3 separate regions of the Mus musculus genome follow, and regions 1 and 3 are each linked to region 2. A link is a contact called in public Hi-C and HiChIP or PLAC-seq data. All regions are on one chromosome and are shown on one strand. Each heading gives the region's core, a stretch centred on a gene start, on an enhancer-like site or on the middle of the called end of the contact. The rest is flanking DNA. Distances are from core to core; before and after follow the strand shown. Region 1 has its middle 47 kb from the start of Gm35894. Region 2 has its middle 11 kb from the start of Gm45990. Region 3 has its middle 4.0 kb from the start of Gm36260.

The links. Hi-C and Micro-C count contacts between places; a contact is called where the count stands out from the background. HiChIP or PLAC-seq counts read pairs in DNA pulled down with a chosen protein or histone mark.
Region 1: a Hi-C map of nephron progenitors shows a contact between it and region 2, with 2.0 times the contacts expected there. The contact joins two enhancer-like sites. A contact is called at or near these places in 2 of 484 Hi-C or Micro-C datasets (cerebellar granule neurons and nephron progenitors).
Region 3: an H3K27ac HiChIP or PLAC-seq map of heart atrium shows a contact between it and region 2, with 5 times the contacts expected there. The contact joins two enhancer-like sites. A contact is called at or near these places in 3 of 484 Hi-C or Micro-C datasets (myocytes, nephron progenitors and uterus) and 2 of 115 datasets of contacts at active chromatin or transcription factors (heart atrium and neural progenitor cells).

Annotation. Positions count from the first base shown.
Region 1 is chr7:70,632,520-70,635,502 of GRCm38.p6, reverse strand. No RefSeq gene overlaps it. Among named protein-coding and RNA genes, the nearest start is that of Gm35894, 47 kb to the right of the region's middle. Within about 2 kb of position 1,717, at least 67 of the 459 cell types and tissues checked have an H3K27ac peak or open chromatin away from gene starts, as enhancers often do. A contact at or near this core is called in nephron progenitors, where this site is marked.
Region 2 is chr7:71,022,391-71,025,620 of GRCm38.p6, reverse strand. No RefSeq gene overlaps it. Among named protein-coding and RNA genes, the nearest start is that of Gm45990, 11 kb to the left of the region's middle. Within about 2 kb of position 1,795, at least 39 of the 459 cell types and tissues checked have an H3K27ac peak or open chromatin away from gene starts, as enhancers often do. A contact at or near this core is called in heart atrium and nephron progenitors, where this site is marked.
Region 3 is chr7:71,382,154-71,385,512 of GRCm38.p6, reverse strand. No RefSeq gene overlaps it. Among named protein-coding and RNA genes, the nearest start is that of Gm36260, 4.0 kb to the right of the region's middle. Within about 2 kb of position 2,017, at least 77 of the 459 cell types and tissues checked have an H3K27ac peak or open chromatin away from gene starts, as enhancers often do. A contact at or near this core is called in heart atrium and nephron progenitors, where this site is marked.

The DNA.
Region 1 (2,983 bases), core at 468-2,967, 390 kb after region 2:
GAAACCCTGCCTCAAAAACAAGCAAACAAACAAACAACAAACAAAACAGAAAGGCAAAGCCACATTGGAATTAGGATATTTTGCTTCCTTGTAAATTCAGCTAATTATTTGTTTTTAAAGTGAGCTAGCTAGCTGAACTGGCTCCTTCCAGAAAAACAGCAAGAGAGCAGCCTTTTTGCTGAGGGAGGATTTGCTCTAAAGACATAAGAAGCAGCTTACTCTCACCACTCCTTGCCTCAGTCTTTGAGATAATAGATACAGCAGCAAGCTATGTTCATGGCCCTCTCAGTGTCTGTGGGTGTGAGCATGTCTTTTATAGATGATAAGAAAACATAAAGCAATAATGATAACTGCATTTGTTCACCCTTGCTTTTATCAAGTGAGCGTGCAGCTTGTGCTTCGAATGGTTCTTGGCCATAGAGAGAGAAACGGCAAGTGTGCGGCACACAGAGTTTGCAATCTACTGGGGAATGGCGGACAAGAGGGAGTAAACAAACAGCCTTAGTTAGGTCAGATGGTGATACAGAAGGGCTCAAAATGGGAAAAGAAGTTAGATACTCATTAGAGCATTGGTAATTTCACTCGGAGCGGAGAAAGAAAGGTTTTGCCGAATATGTGAGCCTTGGGAACGGGTGATGCTCATGGGAAGGTCTAGAGTGGAGAAAGCAAAAAATTGGTGCAAAGAGCTCACCCTCTAACCCCATATATACCATTCTGGTATGTATAGGCATGCTGAATAGGCACATAGAGGGTGTGCATCTGAGTCCAGCAAGCAAGGATCTCAGAGATTCGTGACAGTGTAGGTGGCTAGGAGCCACCAAGCAGGAGCTGGGTTTTGAACCGGGGTCCTTTGGATCCGCAGTCGGTGCTCTTACCCACTGAGCAACGACTCTGTCCTTAAACAAAGTGAAAAACCTTTGTACTCTTTAGAAGCATGGTCCAAGGTGAACATTTAGGAAGGAATGCAGGTGTCTACTAGGGAAATGGCTGTGCTGCTGATAACGGCAGTGTGGACCAGAAACACAGGAGAGCTACTCCAGACATGCCTGTAGCTTCCTTTTTCTGTTCCATGATATGCCCTTCAAGCAAACAGAAAGGGCTGCAAAGCGCTAACCAGAAACTGGTAGGTATTTTGGAACTCAGCACCACTGTTATAAAACTCCAGCCGAAGAGGCCCCACTGCCTCACCCCAGATCTCTGACCCCACTTGTAACTGGGGGTGGACAACTGGCTTGGCTCCGGTTTCCCTGCGTGGGAAGATGAATATCGCATGAGTCCGCGGATCTTCGCGTCTCAACTTCACCACAAATGAAAGAACTTCCTCTGCCCCCTCACAACATCTGGAAGCTGCCTGCTGGGGCCTCGGATCCAAGTGGAAACATCTGTGCCTCAGGGAACAGCAGGCAGAACTGGGTGGCATCTAAATGTGATTGAGAAAAGTTGCTCGAATAAAAAGATATTTTTAAAAAAAATTGGCCACAAATTGAGGATGAGGAAATACAGCTATTGTAAGCAGGCAGGTCTTTCCCAGCTCACTCGACCCACTCCTGAACATAAAATAAAGGTTCAGTTGCTATTGTTCTTTTTACTTCGTGTAGCTTCTCCTCTGTGGCTCTGACAAGCTGGAATCCGTGGGCAGTTTGGGCTCTGGCCATTCAGACCTGCCAGCGGCATGTTTTCTGCATGACTACCTTTCACTCCGGAGGTTTCAAAAAATAGCAGCAGTAGGCCGGGGTGGGAGAGTGCGTGCATTAGTCATTTCGTTCAGTGAATACTACGCTGTCATCACTGTCAAACGTAATAAAAGTGCAAGGGAAACACTTCCCCACATATTGATCTGCTCCACACCTCCTGCGGTGAGCACAGAGTGAGTGAGCTACCTGTCTCTCACCCCAGAACTGTAAGCATAGGGTACCCAGCTTCCTGGAAGTGTTTATTTTGGAAACGGTTGAGAGCCTCAGTCTCAAACTTCCCCGTTGTTCCGCTTAGACCACATAACCCCACATATGAACAGAAGTATCTTATAATAAATACTTAAAGGAATTTGTGTGACGCTTGCCAAAACTCATTTTGATTATCAATGGTACCTATTAATGTATTATGATTATTATCACTGTTGTTTATTGCAAGTTAGCTTTTGGCCATAAGTCTTTGTTTCTTAGATTGTACATTTCTGGACTTATGAGGAATAACTACCATGAGGATTACTATGTATTGAAAGTTTAGTAATATAGAGAAGCAGTTTGCTAAGGGTTTTCATAAACACTCCTTTAAATCCTCGCTGCGTGCCTCTAAGGTAAAAATTACTCTTGGGGTCCTGCACACAAGGAGCTGAAGCACAGCTGAGAAAGAGAGGGGGAAAGAGTATCGCCTGTACTTGCTCAGAGAGCAACAGGCCCCCATGCTTGACTCGTGATGCGGTCCAAGTTAAGAAACCACTTTCCCAAGAATGTTCAGGAATGGTTTCTCAAGAACCGTGTCCAGAATGGGAAAGGTGTATTCCTGCTGAATTAACATGTGTGTAAGATGCAAAGATGGAGACTATACGCTAGAACACATAGCTGCTGCGATGGAGGAAAGCAGAACTCACATTCCCAGCCTCTCCTGCGCTGCCTGTCCCATGACACTTCCCTGTGAGTTCCGGGCCCAGTAGACTCGCCATGTCTTCAATCTGGGTGGTGAAACATACCTGCAGCTTTAGCTAGAAGACGGAGTTTTGCACACTAGCCCTAGCATCCATCCATGGAGGTAGCAGGCGCGACTATAGAAAAGTCCCTAAGTCTCCTGTTCATTAGAGCATCATGGGGACTGACTGCTTCCATTCAGTTTTGTGGCAGGTCTTTCGGAAAGCTGAGCCTCCAATTTATTTCCCCAGTCACCTAATGAGAGCTACCATTTCACAGACTTTGTTAAATCTCCCTCTCTCTCTCTCTCTCACTCTCTCTCTCTCTCTCTCTCTCTCTCTCTCTCTCTCTCTCTCTCT
Region 2 (3,230 bases), core at 546-3,045:
GGGGGGAATAATGAATAAGGCTTGTGTAAAATATTACTGTCGTGTATCGTTTCGTTTTTTTTTGTTTTTTCTTTTTTCTCCCAGGGCTGTTTTACGAGTCCAGCTTTTAAATTGTGTTACATATGTAGATGCTACACAGAGGTGGATTCGTTTCAGACACACACACACTTGCATCTGAGATGAGACCACAGATGTGGTCTTTACAGGCGCTCTGCCAGAGCAGTCCTTGGTCAAATTATAAATGTGAAATTTTGATTCCTGCATTGAATCCCGAGACTATGATGGATTCATTTTTGTGGTGTCTGGGTGGGGTTTTGCCTTGGGATATGTCCTTCTGCATATGAGTTCATAGAGAACTTACAGAGCTTATAAAGGTTATAGAGATAACTCTAGGAAGCCGAGAAAAATATTTGAAATACCCCCCCCCCCCCAAATAAGAGTATAAATCCAGGAGGAGAGTCAGACTCTGGAGCAGCAATCATCTGGTGAGCTTATCAGTTGGTATTCAGGTAAAAAAATCAGGTTTTCCCAGAAAGTAGATTGAAAAAAAGGAGAACTTTAAGGGGGAATTACACGTTTTTCTGTTCTTTCCAAGGGATATCCATCTCCATAGGGAAATGATTTTCAGTCTTTCTGCATTTTGCCCAGCTTTTCCCTTTCTGTGTCTTTTCAAATGGATTTCCACCTTGAAAACTCAATGTTTTTGTAAACGCTGTGTTTTTCCCACCGCTGCCAAAGAATCAAGATCTGAGGGATGCTTTCTCACAAACAGAGATAAACAGCTGGGGTTGGCAGTGTCACTGGGAGCCTGCAGTGTCACTGCGAATTGTTCCAGTGTTATTTTTACAAGTGATATGTTTATTTTTGTCGTCAGTTTGAGATTTGGTCTATGAGTCCCAGCTGAGAATCCCAAGCACTTCCTCAGTTCCCAAGAAATGGAGAACACCTGGCAAAAGATTCCCTCAAAGGAAAAAGAAAAAGAAAACCTTAATCTCTCAACCCCAACACACAGCAGCAAGATGCCTGAGAACCATGGCTTCACTTCTACTCTGAAAACAAACAAACAATTACCAATCAAATAGACTATTTCTGCCTGATCCTCCCTCACCTTCAGTCTTTGGTTGAAAACCAGCAGATAAAGAAATAGACATTCCTCAAAAAGTGCCCGCAAGCCATTAAAATCTCCAAAGTAAATAAAAAGTGGTACTGCCGAGCATGAATTGCAGCCGCTGAAATTCCAGGGAGAATCCTGATTTTAGCACCGCTGTACCAAATTTGTCATTTAGGGAAGCCCTTGTTCCCTTTATTGAGTTTCACTGTAGCGAACAATTTCTGCCTGCATCCCTCGTGTGTCCTTCTGGTTTATTATCTTTCACTGTGAATTGAGCCTCCACAATCAGTTTCACCAGAAGCCTAATTTCACTCACTGCTTATACATATGAGGAGACACCTTCCCCCCCCCCCCCCCCACACACACACACCCGTCCCTGCCTCCCCTTCTCCCAATGTTCTTATCAAATGAAGAATTGTGGATAAGGGTTAGGTGCAGATAAACATGAGTGTAGCACTTCCAGAAAGGTCGTGACCCCCCCATAAGGTGCTTCTTGTTATGCCTGACCTTCAGATTTTCATCATCAGCCCGCCTGACAACTTAATAATGCAGAGGAGCAGGATTCATTTCGCCCCTCTGAGAAAGCCGGCACGGGACGCCCTTTTCCCTGATTATTTCCCTGCACTCCCGGCTGCCCTTTATAAGCCAACCAGAACTCCATCAATCATGCGCCTCTCTTCCCTCGCCTCCTCAGCCCCCAGCTCCAAAGGCTCTAAAGCTGCCCTGTTCCTTTTGTCTGGGGTTGGAGTGTGTGTGCAGGGATCACCCCATCGAGGGGGTGGGGAGTGGTGAAAGCACCTTTAGCAAATACTCGCTTTCTTTCCTGCCTCTGCTCCTGCAGGTTGCCCTGGGCATGCTTTCCTCTGGCTCTTCTCCTTTCTTTCCACCCGCTCCTTTTTCTCTCTTCCCTGCTAGGATGACCTGCCGCCCTTTCCCCTCCCTTCTCTCCCCCTCCATCTCTCCCTTCCTACCTCCCTTCCTCCTGTCCTTCCACACCTTTCCTCTGCATTTTCATAACCGCTTCAGAGAGTCGGCTTCCTCTCTCCGTAGCACGGCATACACAATCTCTCTTGAGCTCTGAGGGCTAAGAAGTGCCTGAGCATAAATAACCTGGATGTACATTAGACTTGTTCTGTGGATTTAACGCTCTGGAAGCAGGAAAGGAGAGAAATATGTTCCATGCCTTCTTTACCTGCAGGTTTTTTGGGTTTTGTTTTGTTGGGGGGGGGGTGTTTGTTTTGTTTTCTGGGTTTTTTTTTGGGGGGGGGTTGTTTTTGTTTTCCTTGCTTGTATGATAAAGAGAGAAAACAGAGCTAAGATGGAAGTGCCTGGACAGAGAAGACATTTGTTGGAGCGTGCCCTGCTTTTCCCAGTGAGAGTAAAACCAGCATGCAGAAGTTTCGAGAGTGAGAGGAGTGCGCATGCTCCTTGAAGGCAACTTTAAAAACTGGAAGCATGAACTAGTAGGTCTAAAAACTTGTTCAATAAAATATGCCTCACCACTTACTCCGTCTCCTGGTAGCTGGGAGGACATAGTCTGAGTCTGACAGTGGAGCCAAGTGTGCTGTCAGGGACCATGGTCTGTGGCAGCTGCATCGCCCTCTGAAGAGGGACAGCAGCCCCCCTAGGTCTGTAGCTCAGTGGATGAGGGCATGCCAGCCCAACTAGCAAGTGGATGCTCACCACAGCCTGCTGGGCAAGCAAAAAGGAGTGCCCTGCTCAGCTGCGTTCATGGTAAGGGGCCAGCCTCACTCCTAGAACACTGAACTGGACTGAAAAATAATTTAAGATGGAAAAAGGGAAATGATATTCCATGGAAAATGCCACGGAATCTCCTGGGGGTCAGATACCTACTAGAAACTAATAAAAGAAATCTTGAATCACCTTTGACAATACTCAAAGCTAAGAAGTAAATATGGAAAATGCACCTCACGCCGCAGCTCTGCCTCCTAGGTCTGTATGTACTCTTAATGCCCCAGCCAAGTACAAAACCTTGTGTAAAAACACTGGAGAAAGGACTCCTATTTTCTTCCCTTTCCTGAGTAACAGGCAGCTACCAGCAAAGGTTCTCTAATCACAAGGACACACATTATTGCACTTGATAAGACTCCAAGATGCC
Region 3 (3,359 bases), core at 768-3,267, 360 kb before region 2:
AGTTAAAGAAGGTTAATCAAAGCTAATGAATCTGTTTTATCCATTGCCACAAGTATGTCAAAAAAAAAAAAATGTTCCGGGAGATGACTGAACCAAAATCCAGATTGTTCAGCTGTGAAGGCAAATGCATTTTTAGCATAATAATTTTGCAAGTGCCTTTGATGGCCTCGGATCCATGGGATAACTGCTACCTGCAAGCTCTGTATTTTCTTATCTTTCCGCTGCCCACTCTTTTGCCTTTAAAAATGAGACGCCTTTTGCAAGCACAGGGAAGGAAATGCAATCTCACACTACAGCCTTTAGCGTGAGAATATCAAGAGACTGTTGCATTCAGAAGTCCAGAATAGCTCTGTTCTTTATGAAAGACTACGAGGAGCCCCCTAATAAGGCCAACTCATTAGAACAAGTGTTTGTTACTAAACCCCCCACGCAGGACCACAGGCAATCGGAGCCAGGCCATGAAGCAATTAAAGTTGCCTCCCTTCTAAACGAAGCCTGTGCCCCAACTGTCACCTACCAGTCCTATTTTATTTTCTTATTGAAAATGTGTTTGAAGAATTCAAATTCATAATTTGTCAGGCAGCAGAGGTTCAGTCCATGCCTCACCCTCTTTTTTGAACAAGTTAGGAAGACAATAAAATGTAAAACTGCCTCTGTCAGTGTGTGTCCTTTGCCAAGGTTCCAAGGTTAGGGAGCAAACAGCTGGGCTGCCATATACCTTACAGCCTTGAAAACCTTGCCTAACCGCATCAAACAACAACAGCAACAACAACAAACAACAACCCCCTCAGCCAGAGATCAGGCTCCAGAGTCTAAATTCACAGTGGTGGAGAGCCTTTTATGTCCAAGACCAGTGTTTACAGAGAGCACCCAGCCAGGCACACAGGAGCAGGCAGACATTCTGAGGTGACACCTTTCCCTAAAGCCTTGGGTGCTCTGTACAGAGATAGAATGAATTGCTTAGCAGTTCTACACTGTGACTGGCAAGGAGAACCAGGAGAGCCAGAGAGCCCCTCTGTGGCTTTCTCTTCTGCTTATTTTTTCTTTTTATAATACCCAGCTAATATTTGCATTAGGGGAAAAGGATGTGGGCGGAAAAAAAGGGGGACTCAATGTGATATGAAGCAAGGTAGATCCACAAAAGCAAAGCCAGGAGTAGCACAAAAAAAAAAAAAAAAAAAAAAGACAAAACAAACAAACAAACAAACAACCCAAGGACCCAGCCTAGCTTTGGTTGGAAGAAGGCCTACATCATAGGTTTCAAAGCATCTTTTCCAGATTCGCAGGCACAGCCCCCTTGATGAAAACTAGTTGCTAAATTCAGGGCCCTGTTAGGCCTCAGCTAATTAGAAAAAATGGGCTTTTAAATTTTTTTTCTTTTCCTTTCTTTCTTTAGCACCTTTTCTTTCAAGCATTTAGTCTCAGGAGGGGGATCCTGGCTCTTGGCTGGCTGTTTTGAAAACACGCCTTTGAATGCCTCTCCCTAATTCACGCCTTTTGTTTTTGAGCCTTTGTGTTTGCCAGTTTGACCATATAACATTATACATCTGGTGTATAGCTTGTTGGGGCTTTTTTCTCCCAGGGTTCCTATGCATTCCCTATAGGACCCTCCTGAGCTTCAATTTGAGCGATCGTGTAACATAAAGGGGCGAAGGAGGGCCTAGGAGGCTGGGGGAGGCCTGGAGGTTGGAGGGGGCAGAGGAGGGGAGGAGGCCCGGGAGGAGACAGAGACAGAAATGAGTGAAACATAAAAAAAAAAAAAAAAAAAAAAAAAAAAGTTGAAAAGAATTCTTTCGCTGTCTTCTTTTCTTCTCACTGTTGCGACTGGACCCTGAGTCAGCCGGCGACAAGGCCTCGGTGGGAAAATGACGGGGCGCAGAATAGATAACTCATTGGAATTCTGGCAACATATTCGTAAATAAAACAAAAGTGCGGAGGCGAGCTGGGGGAGGCCGTGTGTTCCAGGGGAAGCGCAGAACTGTGCCAGCACTAGGAGGACATTACAGAGCCAGCTCCCTGCTTTGCCTCTTGCAGGCAAAAACCAAAGATGCTCAAACGGGAAGGATTGGTGACTGCTCAGTGCTTGTGAGCCAGGCTGCTGGGAGCTGTTTCTTACTGTAGTCTGGAAGCCGCTTGCTTTTGCAGGCACACTTTGCAGCCTGAGGAAAGTTCAAATCGGCTGCGTTGTTTCTTTAGAGTCTGTCTGCTCTGTGCTCACAAAAGGGCCGCTGTCGGACGGACCTAGGAAAATGGGTTTATTATGATTGCTCTTATTCCTAGCTCCAAGATTTAATTTGCATTTAACGTTTCCAACCATCCTGTCTTGTGTACACTTTTGGCAAGACGGCCTGAATACTGGAGATTTTTATGTCTGGAGATATTTATGTCTGTTTTCTGATGTCCAAGGCACCCAGCCTTTTAGCTGATTTTTTTCTATTATCTGAGTATTGATGGCACTCCTCCTGGTGCTAGTCTGTTTCATCTCAATTTCCCCATCTGCAAAATGGACATAGCCTATCACTGGAATCACATTGCTTAGGGCTCACATGTCTTGAACACAATGGGTCTGTTTCATATATACACTACCAGTATATAGCACATCTTTGTACACGACCCATTATAAATGCATGGATATGATGGTCTACCTTACTTAGCTGCAAGTTAGACACTGGCTGCAATAAAACTTAGAATTCATAGGATGTGAGTATGTTTGTAGCCGTTCTTTAAAGCTAATACCAGCAGTTCCCTCCGCCCCCATTTCTTTTCTTTTCTGCAGAGCAATTTGCAATGCAATACAAGGCATGAAAACCAAACAAACTCATATCAGGCAAAGCTTATGAGTTATTTCTGCTTCCCTGAATTCAAGTTACAAAGAGTGGGGGCAGGGAAGAGATATTTGTTTTAAATATAGCAGTGTGTGTGTGTGGGGGGGGGGGGGGTTTCCAACCTCCTCCGAATGTCTTGGAAGATTCTGCTGTTTCATGCACACATTATTACAGATGTGAGGAAACTTGTGGCTATCATTTTAAAAATACCTTCTTAATCTACATAGTGAGAAATCCTACTGAACGCATGCCCTTCTCCACCCATGCCTTTGTAAATCAAGTCCCTTGCTGATCAATCCTTGATAAATTTCTTCAGGTGGGAACCCATACCCTTGGCTGTCCTTAATCAATCCAGCCACCTGGCAGATAAAGGGACTCCAAGAGTTAAACACAATCACATTAGCAAAGGTTTTCGTGGAAATGATCAAATCCGCTTCTCTTTTCCAAAAATGTTTAAGATGCTTTGCTGTCCCGGTCAGACATATAATTTTGCAATAGGCTAAATTGGAAGATTTTGGTTTTCCTCCTCTGACC